4 separate regions of the Sus scrofa genome follow, and all the other regions are linked to region 2. The links are chromatin contacts, called in public Hi-C and HiChIP or PLAC-seq maps. All regions are on one chromosome and are shown on one strand. The core of a region is the stretch at or near the end of the contact, and the rest is flanking DNA. Distances in the headings are between cores, read along the strand shown.

What was found. A called contact is a pair of places that touch in the nucleus more often than the background predicts. HiChIP or PLAC-seq counts read pairs in DNA pulled down with a chosen protein or histone mark.
Region 1: a Hi-C map of epiblast stem cells shows a contact between it and region 2, with 1.8 times the contacts expected there. The contact joins the promoter of MED24 here to the promoter of CDC6 in region 2. A contact is called at or near these places in 2 of 5 promoter capture datasets (fetal liver and fetal skeletal muscle), 1 of 47 Hi-C or Micro-C datasets (epiblast stem cells) and 2 of 2 datasets of contacts at active chromatin or transcription factors (alveolar macrophages and skeletal muscle).
Region 3: a contact with region 2 is called in a Hi-C map of subcutaneous adipose tissue, with 2.1 times the contacts expected there. The contact joins the promoter of CSF3 here to the promoter of CDC6 in region 2. A contact is called at or near these places in 5 of 47 Hi-C or Micro-C datasets (embryonic fibroblasts, fetal skeletal muscle, retroperitoneal adipose tissue and 2 more) and 1 of 2 datasets of contacts at active chromatin or transcription factors (alveolar macrophages).
Region 4: a contact with region 2 is called in an H3K27ac HiChIP or PLAC-seq map of alveolar macrophages. The contact joins the promoter of NR1D1 here to the promoter of CDC6 in region 2. A contact is called at or near these places in 2 of 2 datasets of contacts at active chromatin or transcription factors (alveolar macrophages and skeletal muscle).

Annotation. Positions count from the first base shown.
Region 1 is chr12:22,306,500-22,311,027 of Sscrofa11.1, reverse strand. MED24 (mediator of RNA polymerase II transcription subunit 24) reads right to left here and starts at 2,024. Exons shown (of 28, transcript XM_021067025.1): 1 at 1,952-2,024; 2 at 1,358-1,568; 3 at 1,183-1,265. The coding sequence starts at 1,487.
Region 2 is chr12:22,116,306-22,120,379 of Sscrofa11.1, reverse strand. It overlaps CDC6 (cell division control protein 6 homolog), which reads left to right and starts at 1,939. Exons shown (of 13, transcript XM_003131471.4): 1 at 1,939-4,074. It also overlaps a transcript of WIPF2 not described here.
Region 3 is chr12:22,333,195-22,337,292 of Sscrofa11.1, reverse strand. CSF3 (colony stimulating factor 3 (granulocyte)) reads left to right here and starts at 1,344. Exons shown (of 5, transcript NM_213842.1): 1 at 1,344-1,495; 2 at 1,621-1,775; 3 at 2,156-2,263; 4 at 2,350-2,496; 5 at 2,847-3,364. The coding sequence starts at 1,483. The coding sequence ends at 3,011.
Region 4 is chr12:22,261,418-22,265,614 of Sscrofa11.1, reverse strand. NR1D1 (nuclear receptor subfamily 1 group D member 1) reads right to left here and starts at 2,066. Exons shown (of 8, transcript XM_021067027.1): 1 at 1,396-2,066. The coding sequence starts at 1,426.

The DNA.
Region 1 (4,528 bases), core at 775-3,274, 190 kb before region 2:
GGATCGAACCCCGAGTCGTCATGGATACAAGTCGGGTTGGTTACTGCTAAGTCGTGATGGGAACGCCTCAGCTGTATTCTATATATTAAGCCAGAATTAAAAGAGATTTGCAAAAAATGTAAAACAATGCCAACTTTCTCACTAATTTTTTTGGTTTTGGAAAATAGTTATTTTTCATTAAAATGTTATTTATATTAGTATATTATGGGTTTAATTTTTTGTTACTTTTAAATACATTAATAAGTTTAAAATTTTATCTTTCAATATCTAAAATGTAAATATGAATAACTATGATACATATAAACAAAAGCTGTATGGGAGTCTCAATTTTTTTTTTCTTTTTTTTTTTTTGGTCTCTTTAGGGCCGCACCCATGGCATATGGAAGTTCCCAGGCGAGGGGTCAAATCGGAGCTGTAGCCACTGGCATAGTATGCCACAGCCACAACAATATCAGACCCGAGCCGTGTCTGCAACCTACATGACAGCTCAAGGCAATCCTTAACTCACTGGGCAAAGCCAGGGATCGAACCCGCGACCTCAGGGATGCTAGTCAGGTTCATTAACCACTGAGCCAGTATGGGAATTCCAGGAGCCTTAATTTTTAAGAGAATTAAAACGTCCTGAGACCAAAACTGCTGCTCTATCATATCACATTATTTCCAGTTCCTAAATATCATGTGATGTTTGTCTCCCAGCCTTTGCATGTTTTTCTCTCTGCTGTGTACATGCTCATCAATCTGCCTGGTTAACTCCCACTCAACACTCATGATTTGGTTTAAACATCACTTCCTCCCTAATCACTCAGACTGGATTAAGCATCCCTCCCATGTACTCCACAATACTCTGCCCTAGCCTAATCATAATCCCATCCTGTGATTGGCTGCTTATTTACATGCTTGTACTACCTAATAAATTCATTGTGTGCTGGGATTAGCTCTGTTCACAGGTAAATCCCCAGTGCCTATAGCATTGCCTGGCACATACAAGCATTTGTGAATGTTTATTCAGAGGACAGTGAATGCAATATTCATCACAACAAGTGAAAGATGACATTTTCAAGAGAAAACTGAGGCTCAGACAAATGATGTGTTCAGGCACATTCACCCAGAAAGTGTGAGCTGACAGACTCCAAGTCTTTCACCTCCAAACCCTCACTTTTTGGAATAAGGGGAACAATTTACCTGGGAACTAATGGCATACTTCAGGTAGGACAGGATGAGAGGATTGGGGGACGGTCCAATCATGGCCTGCTCCAGTAGTGCTTCTGCAAGGGCAATAACAAAGGAAGACTGAGTGGTTACAACATTTCTGGGGTTAGCCCTCCCATCCATCCTTCCTTCCTACTTCACACGAGACCTGCTAGGTTGAGAATGTCCCAGGTGGCTCCTTTGGGAAAGAATTTCTTCATGTTGATTGACCACTGGTAGTCACTCCATCGCTCCTTCCAAGCTTGCAAAATGGCTTGCTTCAGGTTCACCACCTTCATGATTTCACTCTGAGGCGGCGGGGCCGGTGGAGGTCAGCTTTGAGGGGGGAGAAATCGAGCTAGAGGAGGGGAGAGGAGATTCTGAGGAAAAGAACGGGGGGGAGGGGCAGAGTTAAATGGAATGGAGAAGATACAGGAAGATTTAACGAAGGCAGAACTAGAAATGAGAAAAAGGGGAAAGGGGCAAAGTAAGGATCCTGTCAGATTCTTTCCTCCTGAACCGTCCTTCTTTAAACTGGAGCACTAACTAAAAAGAGGGTGTCAAAGGGGTTTAATACAAAGAACGGGCAGCAAGGGGTTAAGCCGGTTCCGGGTGCCTGACTACGCCCTTAGCTCTGGCTGCGTCCCTGAGCCGCTACCATCTCAAATCCAGATTTTCCCCCCATTTCCTCCACCCTCCCCAACCCTGAAACTTTAATTCCCTGTTCACTTTTCATCCATCACCTCCCCAAATTTAAGCCTACCGGACAACCTAGTTCTAGATCCTACGTAGCGCCATTTTGGCACTTATTAAAGAGCTAATTTTCTATTGGCTGAGAGTAACAACCATGAACCAATAAGAATGCGATAAGAGACTGGTTACTCCACGATGCCTTCTGGGAATTGTAGTTCTGTGGACTCCGTTGGTAAGGAAGCTAAGGAACGAAGCTAGTCAGTCTGCATTTTCTCTCCTTCAGGGAAGGACGTGTGGGAGCTCGGGCATCACTGAGATGCTGGGAAAGGCTCTCTAAAGGCCTCTCGCAAAGGCTTCCTCCAGTGACGTCACTGTCGACCGAGCATTTAAGTTACCTTAGGATGGGCTTTCATTACCTGCTGGTTAGTAGGCAACACCAAGGGTATGGTTTACGTTCATCAGTAGATTTTCTCTCTCCCGGACTTTTTGTTGTTGTTGTTGTTCTCCTAAATACCTGAATCTACCAGGGTGTTTGGTTGGTTGGTTGGTTTGGTTTTTATTTTTTTGGCCGTGCCTACCAGAGTTCTTCTCATTTCCATACCTGTATTCCAGAAGCAACGTTGAGGTTCTGTCAGTTGCACACACATCACCCACCACTTCAACCCCCAAATCTGGCGATCCTTCCAGAATCTCCTGGCCCAGCATACTGCCTGAAGACAGAAGTAAGGAAGAAACTGAGGTTTAGGTTATCAAAAATAAGGACAGTCTGGAGTTCCCATCGTGGCGCAGTGGTTAACGAATCCGACTAGGAACCATGAGGCTGCGGGTTCGGTCCCTGCCCTTGCTCAGTGGGTTAACGATCCGGAGTTGCCGTGAGCTGTGGTGTAGGTTGCAGACGCGGCTCGGATCCTGCATTGCTGTGGCTCTGGTGTAGGCCGGTGGCTACAGCTCTGATTCAACCCCTAGCCTGGGAACCTCCATATGCCGCGGGAGGGCCCAAGAAATAGCAACAACAACAACAACAAAAAAGACAAAAAAAAAAAAAAATAAGGACAGTCTGAGAAACCTTCATAGTCAAGAGTCCAAGGAGACATAATGACTAAATGTAACTTGGTAACCTGGATGTAGTCCTGAACCAGAAGAACATTAGGTGAAAACTAAGCAATCTGAAAAAAACATGGACTTTAGTTAACAATAATGTATCAATAGTGTATAATAATGTTAACAAATGTACCACACTAACATAAGATGTTTAAAAAAGGGGGGGGGAGTTGAGTGTGGGGTACATAGAGACTCTCCACTATTTTCATTTTATCCCTATAAATCTAAAACAATTATTTTAAAAAATTATTAAAAACAATAGGGAGGTGCCATTGTGGCACAGCGGAAACGACTCCGACTAGTAACAATGAGGTTGCAGGTTCAATCCCTGGCCTCGCTCAGTGGGTTAAGGATTCGGCATTGCTGTGAGCTGTGGTGTATGTCGCAGACAGGGCTCAGATCTGACCTTGCTGTGTGGCTGTGGTGTAGGCCGGTGGCTAGAGCTCCGATTCAACCCCTAGCCTGGGAAATCTCCATATGCTGCAGATTCAGCCCTTTAAAAAAAAAAAGAAAATGGAGAAGTTCCTGTCGTGGCTCAGCGGAAATGAATCTGACTAGTATCCATGAGGAGGCAGGTTGGATCCCTAGCCTTGCTAAGTGAGTTGAAGATCCAGCATTGCTGTGAGCTGTGGTATAAGTTGCAGACGTGGCTCAGATCCAGCTTTGCTGTGGCTGTGGTATAGGCCAGCTGCTACAGCTCTGATTTGACTCCTAGCCTGAGAACCTACATGTGCCACTGGTGCGGCACTAAAAAAAAAAAAAAGTATATATATATATATGTACATATATATATATGGAAATTGGCACAACACTGTAAATCAACTCTACTTTGAAAGAGTCAACTAAAAAAGAACCCCATTAAACTGGAAAAAACAATAACAACAAACAGAAAACAATATGGGGGTTCCTGCGGTGGCACAGTGGGATTAGCAGCATCTCTGGAGCACTGGGAAGCAGATTCAATCGCTGATCCAGCACAGTGGGTTAAGGATCAGGCACTGGCACAGCAGCAGCAGCATCTTAGGTCACAACTGTTGCTCAGATCTGATCCCCGGCCTAGGAATTCCATATGATTCTGGTCGGCCAAAAATGAAAAACAAACAAACAGTATGTCTTGTCTTATGCCATAAAACCATATTATAGATAATTATGTCCAGTGTTTGAGGGTATTAGCCCTTCTCTCCCCTCCTGCCAGCCAGTGAGAAGCCAAAAGCAAATGCTACTCACCTCTGACTCCAACATCTGAGCTTCCCTATACACAGCCCTCATCCCTGTCCTGTGGACAGGTTGTCCCTAACATTTACAACTAGAACTACATGGAAGCCCTCCCCAGTATCCCGCCACCCCTATGTTCATCCCCCAATCCCATACCGTGAGGAGCCTCATATCCCTACCCATAAGTCCAAACACCAGCCATATCATCCAATCACCATTCTTTGGTCACCCTTTCAGCGGCGGAATCAGTTCACAGAGGGCTATATCTGGAAGAGCAACCCACTCAGGCTCTGGAAGCAAACCTGAGGCACTCAAGGCAGAGAATAACAGG
Region 2 (4,074 bases), core at 690-3,189:
AACTTAGTGGGTTCCCTCTCTAATTGTCTTAAATCTCATTCCACTGGTGGCAGAGGGGGCCGAGCCTTCTTTTCTCGTGTCTGACCTTTGTCCTTTCCCACGGCGACCAGCACGGGAGCCATAGTCAACACTGAATAAAAGACTAGATTGACATGTGTGAAGAGTGTGTGTGTGTGTGTGTGTGTGTGCACGCGTGCGTGTCCATCCTGCATGTAGATCAGTTTCTTTTAAAAAATAATTTATTGTATGATTTATTTTGGAGTTGTTTCTGATTACCGTGTTCCCTCTCCCAATTAGTATTGATTTTCCCTCCCCTTTCTACAATGTATAATCCAGTCTCAGGTTGGATTCTCTGGTACATGTCTTTCTTCTGGATGCCGTGCAGTTCAATTAAACCTTGCTTAAAAACAAAAACAAAAAAACCTGAAAACTGTGTACTCTTGTCTGGACTCCCACTGCAAGTGGTGGCATAGAGAGGAGAAAATCTGCTGCTTCGGGTTAGGGTAGTGGTTTGACCCCAGGTTCCCTGAGAAAGTAGATGTACTAACTTGGGCAGAAGCATCTGCAGCTTCCTGAGCGTCTTCTCTCCTCCCCTCCAGCTGCTTTGAAGAATCACAGTTGTAGTTAGCCATGCGGACTGGCTAATTCTGAAAGAGCTGGTCGTGATTTCTCTTTGCCACCAACTCCCCTTTGCCCGTGATTTCGGGGAACCCAGGAGACCCCCTGGCCTCGTGTCTTTTCCTAAGGGTTCTCTCCTCCTGTGTGCGTGGTAGATTCTCACACTGAGATGTGAAGAAAAGGTGAAGGCAGAGCATACAGAGCAGGCGTGTATTTTTATGTGGGTGTTGCCTTTTTTTTTTTTTTTTCTTCACTGCTTTTTAAATGGAAATCTTAAGCTGGCTTTCTTGAACTTTGACTTTAGGTGTAAAAATTGAACCCGACAGTCTCTGCTGACTGTAGTCAGCTGACAGAATCACCACTAAGACTTAATGAGCTTAACGTGCACTTTCATCACTAGCAAAGGTCTTGGAATCATTTCCTGTACTGATTCATAATGGGTGTGTGTATGAGTCACTCTCACATAATTTAGATTAAAAAAAAAAAAAAAACCTATGAGGGGGAGGGAAGGGGAGGGGACACAGGCCTCCTTTCATTTTCATCCATACTTGCCAGATTGGCTGAATCCCTGATTATTTGACCCAGCGTTGTTATTAATATGATTAATAAACTATATTTATTGATTTAATTGTTCCTCCTGTGCCTTTGAATATTCAGCCCTCAAATGGAGCTTGCCTAAATGACCCTCGACTTCCTAACCCTGCGGGTATTCTCTGTCCTGTTGGGATGGTATTGCTTGTCTGTGTATGCGTGCACGTACCTGCCAGCGCACATGCGCACAGACATGCAAAAGATGCTGGACAGGTCCTTCCGGTGTGATTTGATTCCTTCCCCCACGATACTGTATATAAATTAGCAGGTGATAAGGACATGAGTCTGCCCACTGTAGTTATTACTGAGATGTAAGTCGCTTATGGTGGTGAATGTGCCTCTTAAATATTTCCTGGCCCAACCCAGCCACAAACTACAACTTACTGCAAGGAAGCTGCCTGCCTCTGACTTCCTATTACGCTGCAGACAGGGGTAAGAGAACTAAAATGTCAACCTCAGGATCCTAACCCCCCCAGAGGATAACTGGGGAGATGCTTCGTTTTTGATGTTAGAGCCTAGTCTGGATCTTTTTTTGTCTTTTTTTTGTTTTGTTTTGTTTTTGTTTTTGTTTAGGGCATATGGAGGTTCCCAGGCTAGGGGTCAAATCAGAGCTACAGCTGCTGGCCTACACCATAGCCACAGCAGTGCCGGAACCGAACTGCGTCTGTGACCTACACCACCATAGGTCACTGCAACACTGGATCCTTAACCCACCGAGCAAGGCCAGGGATGGAACCAGTGTCCTCATGGATGCTAGTCAGATTCGTTTCTGTTGCACCATGACGAGAACCCCAAGGATCATTTTTTACACATGAATCAAATTCCCTCTCCAATCCTGGGTTTAGGGATGTGAGATTTAAAGGACTGTATGTTCTCCAACCGCCAAAAATATTCATGCAAAAGATAGATGTCCACTTGGCAGAAACATTTCCATTTTTTCAGCAAGCATTTATTGCATACTTTATTCTGTGGAAGGCACTAACAATATGAAGATGAAAACGATGTGGTCCTTGCCTCCAAGGAGCTCAGAGTCTAGCAGGAAACTTCATGATAGCCACCAGGAGAAACCTTTGTGGAGCACTAAAAGGCTTTGTGATAATTAGCCAGGGAAGAAGGATGGTGAGAGGCATTCTGGGCATAGCAAACAGCAAAGGCAGAGAATCAAGAAACAGTATGAAGGGATGCTCATCGTGTTAGTGGAGTAGTGGAAAGAGAAAGCATCCAGTAGGTGACCTCTTAGAGACGTTTTGATCTGAACCTTCTGCGAGTCTCTGCCGGCTTCCATAATAGTCATTTACTCTTGTAGGCTTGTCTTGGACCAGTGCTGTATTTCCTGGTGAATGTTTTCAAAGGTTGTGACATGCATGTTAAGCACTCATAGCTTCCCCTGCCCCCTCTGTCCCACTGCACCTGAGGTAGGTAGCTTGTTCACTATCATCCCTTAAAAGCTGGCTGGGCACTTGTTACCATTTCTAGTTATGAAGGACAAGTTTTAGGGGGCCAGGTTATAAAAATAAATAGGAACAGTGAAATTTGCTTTCTAGGTTCTCTTGCCCTATTAAGAGACCAGAAATACCATCTGGTGGAAGAGCTTCCGTTCTGTGATAACACTTTCTCCAGGGCAGCTTATGGTCTTCACTCTTGGAGTTTTCAGCTCCTAGAAAGGCTCCCCCAAACGTGCTCCGTGTCATCTCTCCCCCTCCTCTAGAACCTGCATCTGCCTATTCCTCCTTGAATGTTTAAATGCTCAGGAGCTTGTTCTCCTATCAGGCTTCCTGAGATTGAATTCCAGTTCTTCCACTTACGAGTTGTTTGACCTTCAGCAAGTTTACTCAACCTCTCTATTTCAGTCTCCTCATTTGTAAAATGGAAATTACTCCAACTTCATGGGGTGCCTGTGAGAATTAATGAGGTGAAATAGGTAAAATACTGGAGCTCAGTCCCTGGCATGCACAGAAGCACTCAGTATTGGCTCTTTTCTCCTATATGAACTAACTGCAATTAACTTGGTTGTGTTTTTGGGTTTTTTTGTTTTTTTCCTATTTCTTGGTTTTACTGCTGTCTTTCATTCGATGCTGAAGGATGACAGATAAATGCTTACCATCTTCTAGTATTGGGTTCTGGCTTTTAATGAAAGCTGAGGCTTAGCTACGTTATTAGCTTTGGAAGTTGACCTGTAAATTACCACCCTAATTTATATTTTTCATTAAAAGCTCAGCTTGCTACTTCTTCTATAGAGGTCTTCTCTGCCCTGAAACCCTTGTGTTTAGCTATAAAAAAAAAAATTTAAGAGGCCATAATTCACTCCCTATGTCATGAGGATTAGTGGAATTAGTGATAGTAAGTTGCACAGAATATCATAGTCTTTTAACAATATAATAGCAAAGGCTATTTCTCATCTTTGAAACACAAATCAGGGAGATACTGTGATGAAGTATAGAACTTGACATAGAAACACTGGTTTTGGTTTCAGGAAATCTGGGTCTTACACTCTTCGCGGCCACCAAAATTCTGTGACCTCTAATTAACCCTCTACACATCTGCTGTGTGCCTTGCAGCGTTGAGCGTTAGATAAGTAAGGCGCCTAACATTAGACCTGCCTGGCACCCAGAGTCGCCCAAATAATAGTAGGTATTATGCAGTTGCTCTTTGAAAATCTAGCCCCTTAGGATAATGAAAACGGGTACGTGCAGCAGTGAGAAGGGGCCTTAAAATAAGGGCGTGGCGATACAGTCGCGAGCTGTAAAGACTACACCTCCCGCCGGGCTTTGCAGCGAGGCAGGCCGCCTTAACTCCGTCCCCTCCCGACGCAACCGCACCTCTTTCCGCGGAGGCCCCGGATGTAGACGCCCCCCCCACCCCCGT
Region 3 (4,098 bases), core at 95-2,594, 220 kb before region 2:
CACGGTTCTGTTAAACCCGCCCCTATATTCCCATGGAGCTGGGCCCAGGGATGGGCTCAGTCGGGGCCTGGTAGCCAGTTGCCTAACCTAAGGTGTTGTTGGGGGCCAAGGCCACCCTGCAGGCCAGGGGACCAGAGGCAAGAAATGACTGGATTAGCCGGTGACGTCCCTTCCCGTTGTGGCCACCAGGGGGCCCCGTCTCCGCAGAGATGGCCTGGCCCAGTCAGACACACCCACTCCTCATCCAAAGGCTCACTGTTCTGGCACCTTGTAGGGTAAATTGGGACAGAAAGTGACAGCCTTGAGTGCAGTTGGTCAGACTTCCCCAGGTAGGCCCCATGGCCTGTGGAAAACTCTCAGGCGCCAGGCAGAGGTCCAGGTTATAACTCTGACTCTGCTGCCCATGACCTTGGGCAAGGCTCTGCCCTCACTGGCCCAGTTCACAGGGTTGGAACGAACTCCAAAGTCCCTTCCAGCGCTCACAGTGCATGGTTCTCCAGTTTGAAGCCAGGCACTTTCTTCTTTCTCACCCTTCTCTGCTCAGGACAGCACCCATACTCTGGCTGGCAGTGAACCTGGCCAGGGAAGCCCCATATCCCAGATCCTCAAGCCCCAAAGCACTAGGACATTGTCGGGGGAGGGGTAGTGCGGGGGGAGGAGGAGGAAGGGCAAGGTCAGGTGAACTAAGAGGCTCGAAGGGTCTTGCTTCATCAGGACAGTCATCCGGTTTCCTCCAGTCTCTGCCAGGATTCCGGGGGCTTAAAGGAATGAGTCATGGGGGGGATTGGGGAGTTCCCAGCTACCCAGTTCAGAACAGGAACCTGGGATGGTGCCTATCACAGTGTGGGCTGGGGACAGGAGGCAAGACCCCCATGTCCTTATCTCAGGCTCCAGCCCCTCCGAAGGGCACTCAGGGAGGCAGGTGCCTGGGAATTTGGGGGATAGAAACGGGAGCACCTAGCTTCTTCCTTCTCAGAGCTGGGGCTGAGGGAGCAGGTGGCTTGAGAATCCCAAGAGAGAGTGGCAAAGGGGGCTTCATGGGGACATGTGCCGGGGAGGGAGGGAGGCCTGCCTCTGCCCTGAGTTCTGACCTTACTCCAGCCCCCAAGGCCTCTATCACTGGCTCAGCTTTTGTTTAGCGGTTCAAACACCCTGGGGCAATGCAGGCCTGGGTGGGGCTAGGGGAGGAAGGGAGTCCGAGGGGGACCAGACGTCAAAGAAGAATCAGAGATTCCACAATTTCACAAAACTTTCGCAAACAGTTTTTTTTTTTTGTTTTGCCCCAACCGCCCTGCATTGTCCTGGACAACAAATTTGCATAAGTCTTGGGAAGTTATTACTAAGCCTTAGTCGCGGCACCAGGTAATTTCCTCCCAGGCCTCCATGGGCTTATGTATAAAGGCCCCCAGATCTGGTCCCTGACAGAACCCAGAACCTACAGACCCACCCAGACCCTCGGCTGAGCCTGCTGCCCAGAGCCCCATGAAGCTGATGGGTGAGTGTCCGGGGCCCTGGACGTGGGGAGGGGCAGAGGGGCAGAGGACTGGGGGTCCCTAGGATCCTGGAAAGGGACTCAGGTGGAGTGGACGGCACGTTCCCTGAGCCCCTGTCTGCTCCCAGCCCTGCAGCTGCTGCTCTGGCACATTGCACTCTGGATGGTGCCCGAAGCCGCCCCTCTCAGCCCTGCCAGCTCCCTGCCCCAGAGCTTCCTGCTCAAGTGCTTAGAGCAAGTGAGGAAAATCCAGGCTGATGGCGCCGAGCTGCAGGAGAGGCTGGTGAGTGAGGGAGGCCGGCAGCGGAGGGTCAGGGAGGGGACAGAGGTGCTGCAGGAGGGGGCACAGAGGAGAGGTTGGGGGAGAAGGAGGCGAAGGGACCCTTGGGAAAGAATGCCTCCAGATTGGGAGAGGAGAGACTGGGGGTAATGGACTGGCAAGGAGAGGTGGAGCCCTGGGCACTGGCACAGAGCTGGGGGCGGGGGAGAACTTCTTGGGGACAGTGCTGGGAGGGGCTGGCTGCGGAGTGGACGGAGGAAGGGGAGCAAGAAGCCTGGTGGGAGGTGGAAGGAGGAAAAGACCTCAGAGAGATGGGGGCGCTCGGAAGGGAGGACAGCCCAGCCCTGTCAGCCCCCCTCACTCGGCATCCTTCCCGCCCCCAGTGTGCCACCCACAAGCTGTGCCACCCCCAGGAGCTGGTGCTGCTCGGGCACTCTCTGGGCCTCCCCCAGGCTTCCCTGAGCAGCTGCTCCAGCCAGGCCCTGCAGCTGGTGAGTTCCGGAGGGGAGAAGGGAGGTGAGGGGGTAGGAAAGGTGATCTGGAAGGAACACCCCCTGACTCCTCCCCATCCCCCCAGACTGGCTGCCTGAACCAACTGCATGGCGGCCTCGTCCTCTACCAGGGCCTCCTGCAGGCCCTGGCGGGCATCTCCCCAGAGCTGGCCCCCGCCCTGGACATACTGCAGCTGGATGTCACCGACTTAGCCACCAACATCTGGCTGCAGGTGAGTCTCTCTGGGAGCAGCAAGCATTGGGGGCCTGGACCCAGATGGTCTTCAAAGGCCGTGCTGCCAGCCCGGGGATCCCGGGGTTCTTTAGGGCTGGGGCAGGAGCCTTGCAGGGCTGGGAGGGGCAGGGGGCGTTGGAGGTATGGAGCTACCAGCCCATCCCAGGACCCTCCCCCATTTCCCCTAGTTGGGGGTGTGAATCAGTTCACAGGACCTTGAAACAGTCCTGGGTTCTGGTCCTGGCTTCACCACTAACCCTGACCTTCCACGGCCCACCAGCCCTTCCTTCTCGCAGTGGTAATGCCCACTCGGCAGGGTCTGACGGCTGCTCTCATCTTCCCCCACAGATGGAAGACCTGAGGATGGCCCCGGCCTCGCTTCCCACCCAGGGCACCGTGCCGACCTTCACCTCGGCCTTCCAGCGCCGGGCAGGAGGGGTCCTGGTTGTCTCCCAGCTGCAGAGCTTCCTGGAGCTGGCGTACCGTGTCCTGCGCTACCTCGCCGAGCCCTGAGCAGAGCCCTCCCCTTCCAGTGTATTTATCTCTATTTAATATTTATGCCTATTTAAACCTCATATTTAAAGCCCGGGGGGGGGGGGACAGAAAGGAGTCCCAGTCTCCTGGGTCCTTCCCTTCTCCTCCAAGTTTCATTCTCCCGCCTGTAGCAGGGAGAAAAATGCCCATCTTCCCGTCCCCTGGACTGGGAGGTAGTTGGTAAATACCAAGTATTACATCCGGTGACTGCTCCCTGCCTGGCTCCGCGGTGGGCACTGAGTGAACCCCTACCCTAAGGGTGCCCACCTGGGGCCTTGGAAGCATTGGGAAGTCTCCCACGTGGGAGACAAGACAGCCCTGTTTAATATTTAAACAGCAGTGTTCCCCGACTGGGTCCTAGTACCCCTTCCTCTTGGCCCCTGCTGCCTCCCCGCGCCCCCTTCGCCCCCTTCGCGATGGGCTTCCTGGCAGAGGCAGCTGGAGCTGGGACGGACTGGGACACTTGACCCTGGGGAATCTCATTCTCCTTCTTAAGATTTTTTCTTTCTGAACGTTTTGACCCCTCGTGTGGGGAGCCCAGGCATCAGCGCCGCCTCTTGTTTTTCTGGACGCGCTATAGACACCATCAGGCTCATAACACCGCCCCACCCTGCCGGGGTCGGGATCCGGACTCCCTTTAGGGCCGGGCAGACGGTCATGGGTCATGTCTCTGCCTTGCTGGACGGGACTGGGACGGTGGGAGGGAAGAGCCGCCGAGGGGTGTGAGAGGGACGCTCGGCTGTTCACCTTCCGCCTCTGCCCCCACTTTCTCGCTGGAGCCAAACTTCACGATAATAAAGTGTTTGTCTCAGTAAATGTCCTTCCTCCTTCTTGAGTCCAGCTGGGGCCTGGCCAGGGGGTGCGGGCAGGAGCTGGATGGCGGGCGAGGCCGGGGCGGGGTGGGGGAAGAGGGGGTGCGGGGAGGCCGCCTGGGCAGTCATTCCACGGGCAGGTCTTCATTGCGCACCTACTGGGTGCAGAGGGGGTGCAGACACTGGGTGCGTGGCAGGGAACAGGCAGGCGTGGTCCCTGCCCTCATGCAGCCACAGCCTAGTGGGGAGGACAG
Region 4 (4,197 bases), core at 817-3,316, 150 kb before region 2:
GTAGTTGTTTGGGAGAAGTCCTTAGGGAGCAAACCGCATCTCATTCGGTGCCAGTAGGGGTAAAGCATTATTTGCAAGACTAAGAAAGGAGATGCTTGGGAAGCAGAAAGAATTTGTAAGGTGGAGAAGCTGGGTCTAAAGGTAGTACAGTGAGGTAGGTGCAGAGAGAATAAAGGGGAAAGGAGTTAGGAGAAAGGTAGCTAGATATGGTTCCTTTGAGGGTGTAAACATGAGGGCACGAGAGGTCAGGGATGGCTCCATCATACGCTTCATCGGTTATAGGGAAGGGCCCCCCCCCCCCCCCCCCCCCCCGGCCAGGAGGACAGGAAAAGGAGGCAGGCGGGGGCGGTGAGTCAGCCCAGCTTCACCCAGATCTCAGCGGGGCGGGGCGGGAGCCAAGCCCTCAGCCGGCCTCACGTCCCAGCTCCACGTGTGCCTCTTGCACGTGGCTCCCCAACGAGGAACCCCAGAACCCTAGGCCCCGCCCTCTCCTCTTCCTGTCAATCCGAAGCAGCAACCCCGCCCTCGCCCCGCCCCTCCTCAGCGTCCGGGGTCCGAATCTTGGGCTGGGCTCCGAACGCCAGCTGGGCGGGGATTACTGAGGGGAGGAGAGAAGAGAACACGCGTTGCCTGGGCAACCTGGGAGGCGGAGCTCATTATGTAACGGGGCCGGGAGGCAACCACCAATGGGGTGGCGGCCACGGCTTCAGCTGAATGAAAACAAACTCAGCACGTGGGCCCGGCTCCGCAGCCATGTGAGCGCTCCGGGCGCTTGGGCGCTCTGGGTGTCCTCCCTGGGGCAGAGCACCACTCTTGGGGCTCCTCAAGTGCCGCTCCCTACTGTCACTGAGGATTCCCCAGTGAGATCGTACACATTCCCCCAGCCCCTCCTGCCTGGAACCCAGATCGCCCCAATGCTCCTTAAGTTCTTTCAAGCCTGCAGGAGCTAAGGAAGAGGAAGAGAGGAGGGGCGCGCGGGGGGGGGGTCCTCCTGAGAAGTCCAGGCATGCCATAACTGCAGGGGGTGGACAGACGGGGGCGTTTCGGGGCACTGCTCCAGAGCTCCCAGTTCCTTTAAACTGTTCATCTCAGCACACGTACCCGCTCTCCATTTCCTCCTTCCTCGCTATACGAGTGCTTCAGGCTAAAGGGAGCTTTGGGACTCTGAGGGGGTGATGGTTGGGCGCCTCCGAGGGCATTCCCAGGCCGAAGAACCTGTTCTGGAAATCCCAGTCTAGCAAATCCTAGCGTGGCCCCCATCACACTAGCAAATCCCTAGGCGGAGGGAGTCCCCAGTCCCTTACAAAGTTCCTCTTGTTCTAAGGCGTAAGGCGTAGATGGAGGAGAGGAGACAGCAACAGAGAAAGAATGATGGTAGCAAAGAAATCTTAGTACCTGTGTTGTTGTTGGAGTCCAGGGTCGTCATGTCTTCACCGGCTGACAGCGGTCATTCAAACTGGACCTTGACACAAACTGGAGGTTAGAATTGTCACTGTCGCCCCCTGGGCACTGGCTGAGGGCCAAGAGTGGACCCGGTTCGCGATCAGGATCTGAGGCACCCTGCAGCAAGGTCTTGGGTTGGCCGGACTGCAGTCCTGCAGAAGGGTAGGACGCTGAAGCAACGGAGATCTGCTTTGCATGGGAAGAGCAGAGAGAGTGTGGGGGAAGGGGCGGGGGGAATCAGCCTGCGGTAGTTCTGGCCAGAAGGTAGCAAGAAGGGTCGGGTCTCTGCAGTGCACGGGATGCCACTGCCTGACGGCTCCGCAGCGCTGCAGGGTAGCGAATCTGGAGCTCCCGGTGCAAAAGTCCCAGAGGGAGAGAGGTTGCAGTCAGGAAGTAAGTAGGTGATGGGGAGAAAGGGGGCACCCAGGCGCGAAGAAGCGAGACGTGTGCCCTGCTACGTTCCCTCAGCAGCAATATTTCACTCTGCCAATCTCAGCCGCCTTTTGCCCCAGCCTTTTTCCCTGGGACAGAGGGCTCTGCGCAGGCGCCAGCAACCCAGGGTTCCCGGGCCGCACGCGGCACTGGAGCAGGTACCATGTGATCCCAGGGAGCGCCTCGTGCCCCAGTGACACACTTTTCCAGCAGCAGGCACGTTGAGCTCCGTGCGCCTGCGTAAACCCGAGGCTGTCGGGATATGTAGTCCGCTGGCAAAGTGGGCGGGCTGCGTTATTTCCCCACTTCCTCCTGCAAAAGCTCTTGCTGGGACCGGGGAGGAGCTGAGAGCCGCATGGGGTGGGGTGCGCTGAAGGCTCAGGGTGGCTCGTTTGGAAAGCCTGTATGGCAGAGGCATGTGAATTCCTAAGGAGGGACTGGCAAGCTTGGCTGCTCCCTGGGAGATCAAAGCTAACAGCTCCTTTCTGCAGACCTTGCAAACGTGAGGGCTTCACGTGATTGCAGGACTGACCTAGCCTTTGAGGTTACTGTTAACAGGAGAGAGATGACAAGTAGGGGAGGGTGACACCCCCAGGGTCAGGAACTTAAGCTGAACTTCTGCTGCTCAGGACCAAGTCCTGAGATGGAAAGGAAACGTGACTCCTTGTAGGGAAAAGAGTTGCCATGGGGGTGAGGATGTCCTTGGGGACTCCCTGTTTGCTTGTATGACACCACCCCACCCACTCAAGTTGACTTTGGGGTGAGTCATTTCCTTTTGTCTGGGAAATAAAAAAGACAAGGAAGGGGAACTGTGGTGAAAGTGCTTTTCCGTCCTAACGTAAAGGAGCCAGAGGTGAGGCAAGAGCCTGGGAGCAGAGTGACACCTCCACCCCCAGTGCTTCAGGGTAGCGTGGATTCCACAGAAGGGCACACAAAGACCGCCTTACCCTCCCTCCTTTGCTGACAGGAGAATGAGGCTTAGAAGGAGCGATTGGCCCAAGGTCAGACATCCCTTGCTAGTTTCATTTGCCCACCGTTAGGGAGGTGGGTGGCTGTGAAAGTGAAACACTGAACAGGGGTTAGAAACAGCCAGCATCTCTCTTTAGAGGAGCAACTGCCCCATTGGTGCAAACCTGTCCTGGTCTCAAGTAAAGTAGAGAGAGGTCTATTCTGTGGTCTATTCTGTTTGAGGTTTGGGCTACGTAGAGAGCTGGGAGCCTCTTTTTTTTTTTTTTGGCTTTTTAGGGCCACACCCACGGCACATGGAAGGTCCAGGGCTAGGGGTCGAATTGGAGCTGCAGCTGCCAGCCACAGCCACAGCCACAGCAACATGGGATACAAGCCATGTCCACGACCTACACCACAGCTCATGGCAACGCCCGACCTTTAGGCTCAGGGATGAAACCTGAGTCCTCATGGATACCAGTCACTAGTCGGGTTCATTACTGCTGAGCCACAAGAACTCCTGGGAGCCTCTTGCAGCAGGCGAGTGAAGAATGAACCTGGGCCACCTGCTGCTTCCTGCTAATCCCTCCCAGTCCCACTGCCTTCTAAGGAGAGTTTGTTTTTTCTTTTTTCTTTTTCACACAGGAAGCCCTTCTCCACTTGCACACAGGGAGCTCCTGCGACAGCATGGATAGATGCCTGGAAAGGCAACAGCCACCAAAGAGGCAGAGAAAAGGGAGGAGTGCAAACACCAAGGAAGGAGTGAGCTGGGTGGTGAGGAAGCCGAGAGGACTGAAAGGAGGCGGCTGGGCAGCTGGCCTGACCACTCACTGACCCTCTGACTCCCAGGGGAAGACAGACGGGCTCCCTGGAAAGGCCTGGGCTTTCCCTTTGTTCCCCTGCCCCCAAGGAAAGTGGGGGAGAGAGATGGCAGTGGGCTCTTCCTTGGCCTGTCCCGGCCCCTTGGCCCAGAGCTGGGAAGCTACAGCAAGCAGAGCATGGGAGGACCTGGGAGGGGCCAGGACAAACCAGGAAAGAGGCTTTTCAGGAAAACTTGCTTCTCAACTCGGCCTCTTCCTCTCCCTCCTCCCGCTGGGCTCTGCGGGGAAAGATGGGGAGGTGAGCTGCCATATCCAGCCCTGCACACTCTCTGTGCCCTTCCTGAAGCGCCATCAGGGCCAGGGACAGGACTGCCAGGGCTGGACTCAAAGTCAGGGACCTTGGCATGACCTCTAGCTCCCCACCGGCCTGGCACCCTCCTTGGCACACTCCCTTTGCTTGCCCTGGTTGGTACCTACAGCTCTGTTTGCTGTTGCCATGCCCCTGCCCACCCCTGGTCCTGCTTGCTGGTGTTTATCCCTATGCGGGGAGGGCCAA